Linked DNA regions of Rattus norvegicus: region 1 is linked to region 2. Evidence: chromatin contacts called from public Hi-C data. All regions are on one chromosome and are shown on one strand. Each heading gives the region's core, a stretch centred on a gene start, on an enhancer-like site or on the middle of the called end of the contact. The rest is flanking DNA. Distances are from core to core; before and after follow the strand shown. Region 1 overlaps Megf6 (multiple EGF-like-domains 6). Region 2 holds the start of Tprg1l (tumor protein p63 regulated 1-like).

The links. A called contact is a pair of places that touch in the nucleus more often than the background predicts.
Region 1: a contact with region 2 is called in a Hi-C map of hepatocytes, with 2.6 times the contacts expected there. The contact joins the enhancer-like site here to the promoter of Tprg1l in region 2. A contact is called at or near these places in 12 of 12 Hi-C or Micro-C datasets (the A7r5 cell line, the Rat2 cell line, Schwann cells and 7 more) and 1 of 1 datasets of contacts at active chromatin or transcription factors (oligodendrocytes).

Annotation. Positions count from the first base shown.
Region 1 is chr5:170,048,371-170,055,017 of GRCr8, forward strand. All of the region lies in intron 3 of Megf6 (multiple EGF-like-domains 6), which reads left to right. Among named protein-coding and RNA genes, the nearest start is that of Megf6, 31 kb to the left of the region's middle. Within about 2 kb of position 4,236, at least 11 of the 93 cell types and tissues checked have an H3K27ac peak or open chromatin away from gene starts, as enhancers often do. A contact at or near this core is called in hepatocytes and liver, where this site is marked.
Region 2 is chr5:170,005,312-170,012,380 of GRCr8, forward strand. Tprg1l (tumor protein p63 regulated 1-like) reads right to left here and starts at 2,473. Exons shown (of 4, transcript NM_001110318.2): 1 at 2,031-2,473; 2 at 1,767-1,943; 3 at 999-1,152; 4 at 1-308. The coding sequence starts at 2,305. The coding sequence ends at 114.

The sequences.
Region 1 (6,647 bases), core at 2,986-5,485, 45 kb after region 2:
TGCCCCCTCCCCTCTGTTCCTGACAAAGCATGTTTGTCTTTGTCTGGAGTGATTGTCTCCCAGGGCTGGCTTTAGAGATGGGTGGTCTTCTAATGACATAATTACAACAGACACCGTGAGAGGCCGACTCCCAGACATGCTGCTTTCAAGCTGCCTGGTCTGGGCCTTGGCAGCCTGGTGGTTGGCGTCTCATGCACGTGATTGACAGTGTCCAGGTGCAGTAACAGGAGGCTCCATCTTTAAGGACATATGAGGCCGTTGGGTTTCGGTGCTGCCCCAGGTTCGAGTCTCCTGGTTTTCTTGGGCCGTCTCAGGACACTCCTATCAGACTGGACATGTGAAAAGCTCTCAGTGTTTTGAATCCTTTCATTTAGTCCTTTCCCTGCTTCAGTCACAGGACCCTGTCTGAGGCACCATGGAGACACTGTCCAGATGCAGGACCGAGTCCTGGCGTGCCTCCGTCCTGATCATACCGTGTGTGCATGGGTGGCAGGCAGATACTGTGTCACACAAGGGGTGCCTATGTTGCTTGGGATCTACAATGGCTGGTATTCCATCCCCATGTCTGTCTGCAAGGTTGGGGTCATGGAACCCAGATTGTGAGAGGACCCCGTGGCCAGGAGCTCTGTATGGTGCGGATCCCTGGGAGGCTAAGGGACCATGCCTGTGCCTAGGCCACTGGTAAGTGGTTTCCTGGAAGCCATTGTGTCTGTGGAGTTATTCTGCCCACCTGTCAAGCCGCAGAGCCAATTTAACACCTCCCACTGGTTGGGATAAGGGCTGGGGGCTTTTAAATTCTGAGCAGAAGAAAGGCTGGACTAAGTTGAAGGGTGGGGGAGGGGTGGTTGCCCAGGCACAAGATGGAGAACCTCTACCCTCTGTGGGTGGCCTCTTCTCTTTCCTGAGCCTCATGCCCTCACAGCTCTGCCTTTCTTCAGCTGGTAAAGGGATGTCGAAGGGCAAGCCTCTAAGAGCTTCTGGGAAGCTCACAGGACACAAGATCTGCCTCTGAGGTGGACATGGCCTGTGTGGGAAGCAACCCATCAGGAGGGACTGAAGGAGCCACATTACAGGCACCAATGGTTACAGGAGCAGCGGGGTCAGTCTGAAGAAGCCAGCCTAGGGCTGTGGTTGTAGCTTTCTCTCACTTCCTGGGTACTGATTAGGACGAACCTGGGGACAGCATCTTGGGATGTAGTGATGGCTCACTCTGCAATCTGCATGCTCCCTCCTGTGCTCCTACCTGGTGGGCTGCACTGCTCTTTCCAGGGCCTCTCCGTCTTCAAGCCAAACAGACATTGCTAGAAGGTCCCCATGAAACATAAATCTCACTGTTACTGGGAACACGAGTCCCCCCTGGAATGTGTGGTGCTCAACACAGAGGGCTGCCATCCAGGCTGCTCAGCCTGCTGCTCGGACAGACCTGAACACGATGTTCTCGTTACTCAGGGATTCTCAGGAACCAGTGATAGCAAGAGGAGCTGGCCTCATTTGCCCGTTTGTGTTGTGTATTCCTAAAGAGTAAGCAAGATAGATGCAGCCTGTGGCTGCCGCAGGAGGAAGCTGCATGCACTGACTCTTGAGCTTGCCTGATCAGAGAGACTCAGGACTCTCTCTGAGGCCACTCAGTAGTAAGCCTGGGGCCAACCCTGTCCGTTACACAGGAGACCTGTGAGTGGCTGTGGGCAGCAGCTTCCGTGAGCTGGGAGCTCCAGGCTAGTCTGCTGGAGTTGGTCAACTGATGTGGATCAAGCAAGGCAGAGAGGGGCTTTGCACCCTGCACACTCAGCTGTGAGCCTAAAACCTGAGGAGAAAGCCTGTCTATTTCCCTGTGTGCTACAGGCCGTTGGAGCAGACAGCTTAGACGTTCCTAGAGTGCTCCCGGCCTCAGCCTGCCTTCCTGGGCTGTGCGTGCAAGGCCTCCTCATCCACGGAGATCAAGTATGGGCTGAGCAGTGGTCAGTTAACGTGGAGCCTGTTTGGATCTGCTGTGGGACAGAGCCAAGTAGGGCCTCTGAGGAGAAAGCCCTTGATCCTGTGGCTAGGAGCGGGTGGGCTTGAAAGGCAGCACCTATGTGGCTCATTGAACTTGTGCCTCGTGTCCGGAATGCGGCAGACTGGTTCACCCTGCCTGGTATGGCACGTGGAGGGAGCCGGCTTCAGCACCTCCATCCCCAGGTTCCAGGGAATGCAAATGTGTGCAGTTGCCAGAGCCCTCTTGACTGCCACTGGGTACGGTGAACACCAGTGTCCCTGTTGGTGTGGAGTCCCCAGGGGGTTCACCTGTTAAACCTCACCTAACATTTGGGAAGGTGGGACAACTGTGCCTCAGTTTCCCCCCCTGGGAAAGAGCTGTCCGGGAGTCAGTTGGACAGTAAGCAACAAGTCTAGTGTCTGACCACAGGGCGAGGGTGGGCGGCTTCAGAGGTCAACAGAGGAGCACCACCTCCTTCCCAGCCTGGGCTGCTTGCTGGGCACTGTGGACCCATCTTGCCAGGTCCCTGTTATGTGGCTCTGAGGTCCCTTTCTGGATGCCTTGCCTGACCTGTGACACAGGGACCACCAACCCCTAAGCTTAGTCTGTCAGCCCAGGTATCTCCATGTCTGCTACACCGGACCCCAGGATCAGCTGATCCCGTAGGCTGGTCCATGGTAGCCAGTCCCAGGTGATTTAAAGTGTTGGATGGACCTGGGGGGCTCACAGCTGTGGGGTGTTCTGGGTGGGAAAGAATCACAGTCTCCACAGACCGCCAAGGGGCCTAGCCTGAGATGGGGGTGTGTTTAAGATTCTTTCTAGAGGGCTGGAGAGATGGCTCAGTGGTTAAGAGCACCCGACTGCTCTTCCAGAGGTCATGAGTTCAATTCCCAGCAACCACATGGTGGCTCACAACCATCTGTAAAGAGATCTGATGCCCTCTTCTGGTGTATCTGAAGACAGCTACAGTGTACTTATATATAATAAATAAATAAATCTTTAAAAAAAAAAAAAAAAAGATTCTTTCTAGAGGCAGGGGGTTCTGGCTTCTTCCAGCCGGAAGACACAGGTTTCCAAGAGCGTCCTGGAAGCTGGTTCCGTGCCTGCTCAAACAACAAAGGTTGCTTGCGTCTTGACTTACCCTCTCTACCTGGCCATGGCCATTCCCAGCCAGCACTGGCTGGAGAGGCAGACTCTGGGAAATCTGCTGATGGCTCATCTTCAAGATTCCCGGGGTCCGTGTATCCTGTTCCAGCAGGATAATTAACCAGGAATCTGCAGGTGGGGGAGCTGGCTGGCAGCGGCTTCCCGAATCTGCTTTTGGGTCTTAGCCCTAAGCATTCCAGGGCAAGGCCCTGCCCTCTGTGCCCAGTGGTGCCAGGCCTGTACACCGTCATGAGGATCTGGGCCAACTGATAGCAGGACAGGTACCGTGGGAGGAGGAGTAGACACTGGGGTGCTGATGGTTGCGTAAATGGTTAGCGTCCAATCAGGGCTGACCTCGAGGGAGCTGCTGGCTAGGTCATGCTCAGGCCAGCATCTCTCTGGAGCCAAGAGCAGTGGGGAGGTTGGTCCTCCATGGCAGGCTCGTGGGCCCCTGAATCTGGGAGTGGAGGCCTCTACTGGCTGACTCTGATCTCAGAAGGGAGGCGCTGTCCTTAGATAAGCTTCTTGCACTGGGCACTAGGTTTCAGTAACACCAGCCTCCGAGGCCAGGTTGGAGTGATGAGCATGGTCTTGTTTCCTGAATGGATATGCCCACTCCCCTACCCACCAGGGTCAGGGATCCTCCGCTCTCAGGAGGAACTGCAGTGTGCTTGCTACATGGGAACCCTGAGGCGGAGAGGCCTGCAAGCCCACAGTCACTCGGTTAACTGGACATCTCAGAAGACTTGTAGACAGTGGGTGCTGTTGGGTGCTGAACCCCAATGTGGAGAGAATCCAAGATGCGTTTTGGCAGCCCTGGGTCCAGTGTCTTCCTTCAGCCCAGGCCCTCAGGTTCCTGGGTTCATTTCCTCAACCCCTATCTTATACCTACTTGGCCTGCCTTTTCCTCTAGGCTCCCCTGAGAAGGCCTCGTTCACCCAGCAGTCTGTGTCCAACCCTCAAGGATTCTTCCAAACTGCTGCCGAGGAAAAGGGAAAGGTGTGGTCTGGCCGCAGGCCAGTGAGAATGACATCATCTCCTTTCTACCCCGATGTGTTTGGAGACGCACCCCAGGACAGTCGCTTCCTCACAGGGAGAGGAAGTGGCTACATGTCCTAAGACACCTCCCTTTGTGTCTGGGCTGTGCCTTGGACTGACTGTGCACAGGGCAGGCAGGGTCCTTGTTGTTGACTGGGTCCTCTTGTTTACTGGGTGGGCCAATCACCCACCCAGTAAAAGGGCCTGACACACATCAGTGGTCCATTGAGGCTGTCTGTCTGCTTTCATGGTGGACTCCTGTCTACTACTGGGTGCCCATCCCCCAGGCTCCATCCAGATTGCAATACCACTTTATTCTTAACGGCGTTCCTTATTCCCCGATTGGCTGCGGGGCCTTGAGTCATCTCCGTTTCCCAGGGGCATCCCCATTCTTTTTTTTTTTTTTTTTTTTTTTGGTTCTTTTTTTCGGAGCTGGGGACCGAACCCAGGGCCTTGTGCTTCCTAGGCAAGCGCTCTACCACTGAGCTAAATCCCCAACCCCGGCATCCCCATTCTTGAGAGCCTTCCTGTGTATGCCGTAGCCGGCTTGTCTACTCTAGTCCTCTGTGGCTGCATGGCTTCTGGGTGGTGTCTGGGTCTCCCTTGGTGATGAGAGGCCATTGCAGGCAGGGTACGGTGAAGGCACGCTGCTCCTCAGTTAGGAGGTGTAGCTGAGAGCGTATGGCACTAGGAACGGCTCTCCCTACCTACGTGGTACTCAGAACAATGTGATCCATGGGCACATAGGAAAGCCTCTCTGCAGCTCCTGCAGAGGAAGAACCCCCACTGCCTCTCCATTGAACTCTGTGTGGGATCACACAGAGTTGTATAGGTGTTAAGTGACCCTGTAAAACAGGGTCAGCGTGGGGTTGGGGATTTAGCTCAGTGGTAGAGCGCTTGCCTAGCAAGTGCAAGGCCCTGGGTTCGGTCCCTAGCTCCAAAAAAAAAAAAAAACAAAAAAAAAAAAACAGGGTCAGCGTGCCAGGGGTCAGAGTGCCAGGGGTCAGAGTGCCAGGGGTCAGTGTGCCAGGCGTCCCATGGATCCTGGGGCATTCAGGATTTCTGTAAGATTCTCCCGTCCACTCTGTAAATGGAGATGATGTTTATGTTATGTTCCAGCAATGACATAAACACAGCTCTTTAGAGGATGTCAGTGTCCATCACCTCGTGTCTGGGAATGTGTGCAGGGCTGAGCTGGTGGCCTGCTTCCCCTTGGCTGAGTTGCAGGGCTGGTGTGGACAGTGGTCAGGGCTTGGACAAACGTCTCCACCCTGTCTGTAACCCCCTGTATTCTGTCTCCCGGTTCTGCACGCTCATCTGAGTCATTTGGATTCTGTGTGTGGAGAAAGCTTGGCTGCAGGCTTTTCTGGAGTCTGTGGTAGGAACATCCCTCACCTCCTGGCCTTGCCAACTCAGGATCTCCCCATCAGACCTTCATTCAGATCAGGGCCTGTCAGGTGCTGAGGATTGGAACCTGGCCCTGACCAGTTGCTATTTCCTGTGAGCTTCTGGGTCTGTAAGCCAGAGATGGAGGAATGCAGGATGCAGGGTGAGACCTAGAATTTGCTGGGCGGGGGTGAGGGATAGGTCTGGGAAGACATACCTTAACTACATCCCCTATGAACCCATGGCTAATGGGCATGATCGTGGTGGCATGTGGCTGTGTGTGGTAACACCCAGAAATGAGAAGGGGTGTGCTCTACGGAGTGGGAATACCTGTTTGTGTACTTGTGGCCATACAGAGAGAGACCAAGGGATTTTTTTTCAATCACTGTGTCCAGTGGGCAGCCTCTCAAAGGACCTTGGTTCGTGTAGCCCCCGTGGCCTGGATGCTCAGATAGCCTCATGGTGACCGGGGACTGCACTGGACAGGACTTGGTGCCTGTGGTTGTCCTGGTTGATGCCTTCTCTGCCTCTGGAGGAAGAGTCTAGAACTTCCAAAGTAAGCCTGCTCTCCTTAGGGATGCTGGCCCCTAGTCCCTTGTCCCAAGAGCTGACGCACCTGGCTTCTCTTCAAGACCTTTCTCTAGGTGGCAGGAAGACTTGAGAGAGGAGCCCTTAGCCAAGCTGGGTCCAGCGCTGGGCAGATTTAGAGGTTCACAGATCCTCTTCTGAAGGGTCCCCCTGGCTTTGGTGCCTTTTATTCAGGGTGGTGTGCTGGTGCCCCCTGGTGGCTATGAGAGGTCAATGCAGGCTCATGGCTGCCTAGGATTTAGGGTCATGAGAGCAGTCGTGATCAGGACAAAGAGTCTGTGCCTAACATGGTGGGGAGGGGCTGGTCACAGGTCTGTCAGGCGTAGGGTACAGTAAGGTACAAAGTCCTGTTTTGGGGGTTCCCTCTGGTTTTGGGGGCCTGAGGGTGGGGAAGCAGAAGGTCCAGGGAGAAGCAGTAGAGTTACCTGGGGAAATGGTAGCTAGGGTTGAGGCTGATGCTAGATTTGTCTATGGTGACAGTAGTCCAGGACACAGAAATAAAACCTAGTGTGAT
Region 2 (7,069 bases), core at 1,223-3,722:
ACTATTCTAACTGGACACATAACAGGACAATGCCCTTGTTCCTCCAGCCACGGTAGGTGTCGACAGGTGGCACACGGAGTCCCCACCACCTTGGTTTCCTGGGGCACAGCTGTCTAGAAGCCTATCTTGCCCCTGGTCATGGAGTAGCCCAGCTTGGCTTCATTGTTAATGAAGGACATCAGCCCCACGTAGGTCTCGATGAGGAGAGGGCGGTCCAGCACCAGCACGTTGTTCGCCTGCCCTGGCAGTGGGCTTTCCTTCTGGGCTTTCTTGACAGCTTGGATTAGGAGAGCCTTGAAGCTTTCCAACTTTAAAGAGAGAATAAACATGGAGTCTTACCCTCAAGCTAAGACAACAGTACTCCACGGGTAAACGAGGCTTCTGAGAAGTTCAAATCCTTCCAAACACCACATACTGATGACACCACTGATGACAGGCTGGGTTCTACAAGCTGTGTCATCAAGTGGCTCATCCTGAGTGAACAGGATGACGGGACCTGCCTCCCTGCCTCAAGTCCAGTCTAGAGGGTACCAGTCTATCTCTAAAGATGCAGTCGAGGGACTTGGCAGCCTGAGGCAAGGTGCTGCCAGCACAGCAGGCGGTAAGTCTTTTCTACAGACACACGTGCTTTGAGGTGGCACGGCACTAAGCACTAACGCGCTAACAGACATGCTGACTGACGGCATCACAGATGGAGGAATTTATTTGGACTATGATGTCACCAAGTGACAGGGCTTTCTCGGACCTACTGTAACCTGTCCAGTGCTCAGTGCCCCTCAGCACCCCTCCCTGGTACTCCAGCAGCCCTCGCCAAGCCTCACCAATCCTGTGTGCAAGCTCACCTCCCAATCCAGACTGAGCATCCTGCAATGGGATGGGGACTCCCTGTTCCTAAACAGCACCACCTAGCTTCCCACTGTGGAGCTGCACTTTTAGGGTTCACACTCTAGGGGCCTATAGCTGTCACTGCTAGGGACCACAGGCCTTGGTCTGCTTACATGGCACAGAGACGCTGTCTTCTCATCCATGCCAGCCATTGGGTGTTCTATGAAGGTGGCATAGGGCATGTTTGTAGACCAGGGGTTCCATCTGTTGATGAAAGAAGGGCGGCTCTGCTTGTCCCACTGAATGCGAACGCCAAAGCCTTCTCGCCTGATGGGGGACGGGGAGAAAGCCTTGCTTACCACAGGAATACAGACGGCATTGCACCAAGTTTCAGGGATTGCCAGGGAAGCTGAGGCTTGGTGTAACAATGTCACACACCTTCGAAGTGTAACAAGTCAATGTCTTGGTGATGCTGAGTCTTGTATACCGCCTATGTAACACAGTTCAACCCGGCCCAATTACAGCCGTGTTTGTTCTCAATGTTACTGAATGGTGCTTAAGTTTGTAGCCATTCGCTTCGTGGAGTCCCTATTCAAATAATTCTTTTATAGCAAGCCAACCAGCCCCTGAAGAGTGGCTGTTAGCAACGGATTTTAAGTACTACTGAGCACATGTCCTGTGTCTCCCTCCTGCTGGAGGTAAAATTCCCAGATTCCCTACACAGCTTTTGACAGTGGGCTCTGCTTCCAAGTATCTTAACGGTATTTAAATGAATGGATTTTAGTGCCTGCAGAGTGGCCAACTGTGCCAGCATCCCTTTCAAGAGGCCACACTGAAATCACCAGCTTCTACTTTAAGGTCCTTTCTACTGGTCCTCCTTGTGACCTTTACCTCACAAGAGAGTGGAACAATACTACTTAAGGATTCGCTGGGGCACCTACTTGTTGAGCGACTTTGGAGGAAACTGGAATTCTCCACAGGAGATGGTGTCTACTGCACTGAGCGCCACCCTGACCACCTGCTGACACTGAAGGCTGATGAAGTCATATTTGCAGATGAGCAAAGACTGGTCGGTGACCAGCACCAGCCGCTCCTTCTCGTTGTTCCAGTGGTCCACCCTGGAGGGAAGAGAGACCGCCCATCACCAAGGGCCCCGACCTCCCGCTTCCGCCCGGTGTCCCCACAGCGCCCTCGCTCTGGCTTACTCGGTCAGCAGCCACACCCCCTGGATCTCGCCGTCCTCCACGGGCCGTACCACGGCGCGGATCTCCTCCACCGCCTGCTCGATAGTGCCGGGTCGGAACACGAAGTACTCCTTGACGCGGGCGCGGCGTGTTGGGTCGTGGACGTTCAGCGGCCACAGAGTCTGGCGCAGCGGCGTGCCCGCCCCCTGCCGTCCGGCGCCCGCATCCTCGCCGGCCGCCAGCACCGCCGTGGGGCTCGTGCCTGCCGAGTCCACTGTGTCCCGCAGCTGTAGCATCACGCCGCCACCGGCCGGCTCCACCGACGGCCGCCGCCCAGCCGTCAGCAGCCGCGCCCCGCCCTCCCTCGTCCGCCTTGTGGTTGGCTGCGCTGCATAAGTCCCGCCTTCTGGACACGCCTCCAGCTCCGTCGGCTGCGTCTCACGATTGGCTTTTCGCCAAGTCATCTTCTGCGATTGGCTCGAGCGTGCTGCCGTTCTTAATTACGGCGGCCCACCCCGGGCCGGAAGCGGCCTCCACGAGCGGAGCCACTTCCTGTTTACAGGAAAGGCTACGAGAAAATGCGGGTCGCGGGTTCCGGACAGATGACGCCTTGGACTCGCGCAGAAGGCGGTGCTTGTGGCGCTCGCGCGAGGGGCGTTGCCCCGACAGTGTGTCCTCGCATTGGCTCGGTGCCTTTCACCTTCTCAGGGGTTATGATGCGCTTCTGGCTGTGGCGCTAGGCGGAGGTGTTCGGCGCACCTGGGAGCTGTGCGTGCCTGGGGTGTGTGGAAGTGTGGGCATGGGCGTGTACGAGTCTGAGGATTGTGGACACCCTGTGTCAGGGCAGCCCAGATAGAGGCTTCTCAAGAGTGCGCAGCATTCCTTGGGTGTGGGCACCGTGGGATGTGGCTTTGTAGGGTTTATGCACACTGTGGAGATACGGGTGTGTAGGTTAGAGATGGATGTCAGACATTTGTTCGTATTGGGCATGAAAACACACAAGTAAGCTACCACATCACTAAAGAGTGCTACTGTGGGGGGATGGGGTGGGGGGGTGGAAGGAAATGTCATTGGATACTCGGGCCCTGCAGCTCCTCCCTGGGACAGAAGCCCTTCCTAGCCCGTTTCCTCCATCCCAGCAGGTTCACAGTGGGATAATGGCTCCATTTAAGTGGATGGTGTATGTAGAGAGTTCATATTGGTCACATCCCCTGGCCTTTTCATGACCCAGGGCACTCCATGTGTCCAGATGCTGGACAGCCTGAACTCAGCTTTCCTTCTAGGAACAGCGCTGACCCCAAGTCATGCTCCATTGCACTGTCTTCAAATCCTCACCCAGGGGGTCACTTCTGGCGTCCCTGTTCCTGTCACGTTCCCTCTTACCCCACCCCCACCCCCAAAACCTTTTGCCTCCAGTATACTGCGTTCAGTTCTGGATTCCTGGTTCAAAACACCTCCCTGGGCAAGACTTGCAGTCCACCAGGGATCTGGGTTTGTTGCCTTCTGTGCTTTGTCACAGTCCTGTGCACACCACACCTGTCATACTGCTCTGTGTGTATCTGTGTGCACAGGTGCATGTGGAAGCTGTACTCGGGAAGGTTTGTGCTTCTACCCCCTTGCTTATGACAGGCATGTTGGACCCTCTAACCGAGGCAGAGTTCCTCCCACTGTTGTACACACTAGGGTTGAGGAAACAGATGAGTGTCTGCAGCCACACAGCCCCCTGAATCTGGAGGGAAACTCATGAAACACTCAGGAAGTCCCTGAAATTGACCAGATGTGAAGCCCAGTCCCTCACAAGGATATATAAACAGAACTGCTGAGGGGAGACACCTACCCACCTGGCTACCTACTCTGAAAGCTCCAGGGCTCCATCTTCTGGAGTCCACACCCACACTAGGATGTGCTTCCGGTGACACAACAGCTTGTGAGTTGCCTTTGCTCTAAGTAACCCCTCACCCATAGTCCTCTAAGCCCAGTAAACCCATTGGTTCACCAAGTTGGACCTTGGTATTCTTACCAAGGTGTCAGCAGGTCACCATCTCAGATGAGTAGACACATCACCCGTCATCAACACAGGACTAGCTAGAACTTTGCACTTCTGGACCGGTGCCTGTGTTCTAGCTCCACCCTGACCCTGGGCCTTGGGCTTCTGGTTAGTTGGAGAGGAGAGAGCCAAGCTACCTCTGCCTCCAGTGCTTTCAGCCACAGTGAACACCGCTCTTTAATGTCCGGGGAGGAGCCGTGGGGCAGCTGCCAACGTGTCCTATGCAAGGCCCGAAAATGGCAACCTTGATCCCAGGGCCACGCACAGTGGGTAGGAAGGGAACCATGTGTGTGTGGATCAGAACCTAGAGCTTTGGGGACCAAGGCCGTGGGATTTAGGGGTAGGCAACCTGAGCCAAGTCTACAGGGAGGGGGCTAAGCAGGGCCTGAGCTTCAGCCCAGCCCCACACTACCCGATGCTGAAGCTTCTGCTAGAGAGACAACAGTGCGCTCGAGCACTCAGACATCGTGACCTAGAGGCGAGGGCTGCAGGTGGTCTTGGGGAAAAGATGGCCCCCTCCGCTTGGGACAAGGTGCACGCAGAGCAAGCAGGCAGGGAGCAGTTTGAAATAGAAGGAAACGAACATCCAGAGACCCTGTCCTCTGGGTTCTGGGAGGAGCTAGAGGCTGTTAAAAATGGTGTAGAAAGGCAGGGATAAGCAGGGGGGGGGGGGGGGGATACTGGTTAGAGACCGTGTGGAGGCCGGTGAGTGTATTTGTGTTTGGGTCATGGTGGCTTCAGACAAGGGATACAAGCAGTAATCCACCACCACCACACATACACATAGCATGCTCCTGCATCAGAGGGGAACGTCCATATTAGTAGGAAAGCCATGTAAGATGTCCCTGAGCTCCTGCTCTCACAGGGGTGCCAGCAGTGTGCCTGGGTTGGTGGAGCTAATGGATTGCTATGACAATATGGCCCCAAAGTCTTTCTAACAGTCACCAAGACATGTGAGACACATCAGTGAATGAGAGCCCAAGATCATTTTGGCTCTGGACCTGTAGTCTGTCCCTTGACAGTTGTGAGGGCTACTCAGCCTGCTGGACCTTTCACAGTGTGGCTTCTCTAGAGAATCCAGCTCACAGCTCGAGGTCTCCAGGATGTTGGTGGGAGCAGCCATGGTGACACGAATCCCCACAGAGGTCCTGAGACCTCTACAGAGAGTGTGCTGGACACCCATAAAGCTGAGAGCTGACAGGGAGGGGCAGATGAATAGATAAATATATATAAGACAATAAACCAGGGATGGAGAGATGGCTCTGCAGTTAAAAACACTGACTGCCCTTCCAAAGGACCGGGGTTCAATCCCCAGCACCCACATGGCAGCTCACAACTGTAAATCCAGGATCCACTTCCCTTACACAGAAAAAAAAAAACACCAACGCACATAAACTAAAAATAACTTCTTCAAAACACAATAAGCAGACGTCGATCTGTGGCATGTATGAATCCTAGGTGTAAGAGATAAACATCACTGTCCATTTTCAGTGTGAGGCATTTAGAGCATTCATAGAATCACAGCAGGTGCTCTGTACCTGTTCAGAGCAGAGGGGACACGCAGCAGCCACAGTACAGCTTAAGATTGGAAAGTCAGGGTGTTCTAAGTCAAAGCCCAAGTGTCAGGAAGGGGAGGAGACTCTCTGGTCCCAGGAGGATGGGGAATTTGTGGTGGGGATCATGCTAGACAAGAGGGAGAGACAACTTTCTGGAGCAGCCTGTGAGGAAAAGGGTCAGGAATCCTTTCAGATTGGGGACTGCCAAAACCATGGCTTCTCAATGACAAATGTGAACACTGGCTATTTTGACCTTTTGTCCACTCTGAAACCTGGCTTCTGCAGAAATGAGAAGTGAAAATGTCTTGTCTCAGGTTTACTACCCTGAGGAGTCTCCAGTATTCTCACTGTGAAGTAAATACCATTATATCTCATGTGGGGCTGCCAGGACAGACCACAAACTGGCTCCCTGGAAGCAATTGAAGCTGAAGAACCACAGTTGTGTGTGTGTGTGTGTGTGTGTGTGTGTGTGTGTGTGTGTGTGGTGTTCTGACACATGAGGGCACAGAACAAACCACAAACTGACCCTCTGGAAGCAACCAAAGCATGCAGAACCACAGCGTGTGTGTGTGGTGTGTGTGTATGTGTGTGTGTGTATGTGTGTGGTGTGGTATGTGTGGTGTGTGTGTGTGGTGTGTGTGTGGTGTGTGTGGTATATGTGTGGTGTGTGTGTGGTGTGTGTGGTGTGTGTGGTATATGTGTGGTGTGTATGGTGCATGTGCGGAGTGTATGGTGTGTGTGTGTATGTGTGGTATGTGTGGTGTATGTGTGGTGTATATGATGTGTGTGTGTGTGGTGTGTGTGATGTGTGTGGTGTGTGTGTATATGTGGTGTGTGTGTGTGGTGCGTGATGTATGTGTGGTGTGTGTGTATGGTGTGTGTGGTGTGTGTGTATAGTGTGTGTGGTGTGTGTGTGTGGTGTGTGTGGTATATGTGTGGTGTGTATGGTGTATGTGCGGAGTGTATGGTGTGTGTGTGTATGTGCGGTATGTGTGGTGTATGTGTGGTGTATATGATGTGTGTGTGTGTGTGTGTGTGGTGGGTGTGGTGTATGTGTGGTGTGTCTGTGGTGTGTGTGTATGTGTGGTGAGTGTGGTGTATGTGTGATGTATATGATGTGTGTGTGTGGTGTGTGTGATGTGTGTGGTGTGTGTGTATATGTGGTGTGTGTGTGTGTGGTGCATGATGTATGTGTGGTGTGTGTGTATGGTGTGTGTGGTGGGTGTGTATAGTGTGTGTGGTGTGTGTGTGTGGTGTGTGTGTATGGTGTGGGTGTGTATGTGGTGTGTGTGTATGGTGTGGGTGTGTGTGGGTGGTGTGTGTGTGTGGTGTGTGTGTGTGGTGTGTGTGTATGGTGTGGGTGTGTGTGTATGGTGTGGGTGTGTGTGTATGGTGTGTGTGTGTGGTGTGTGTGTGTGGTGTGTGTGTATGGTGTGGGTGTGTGTGTATGTGGTGTG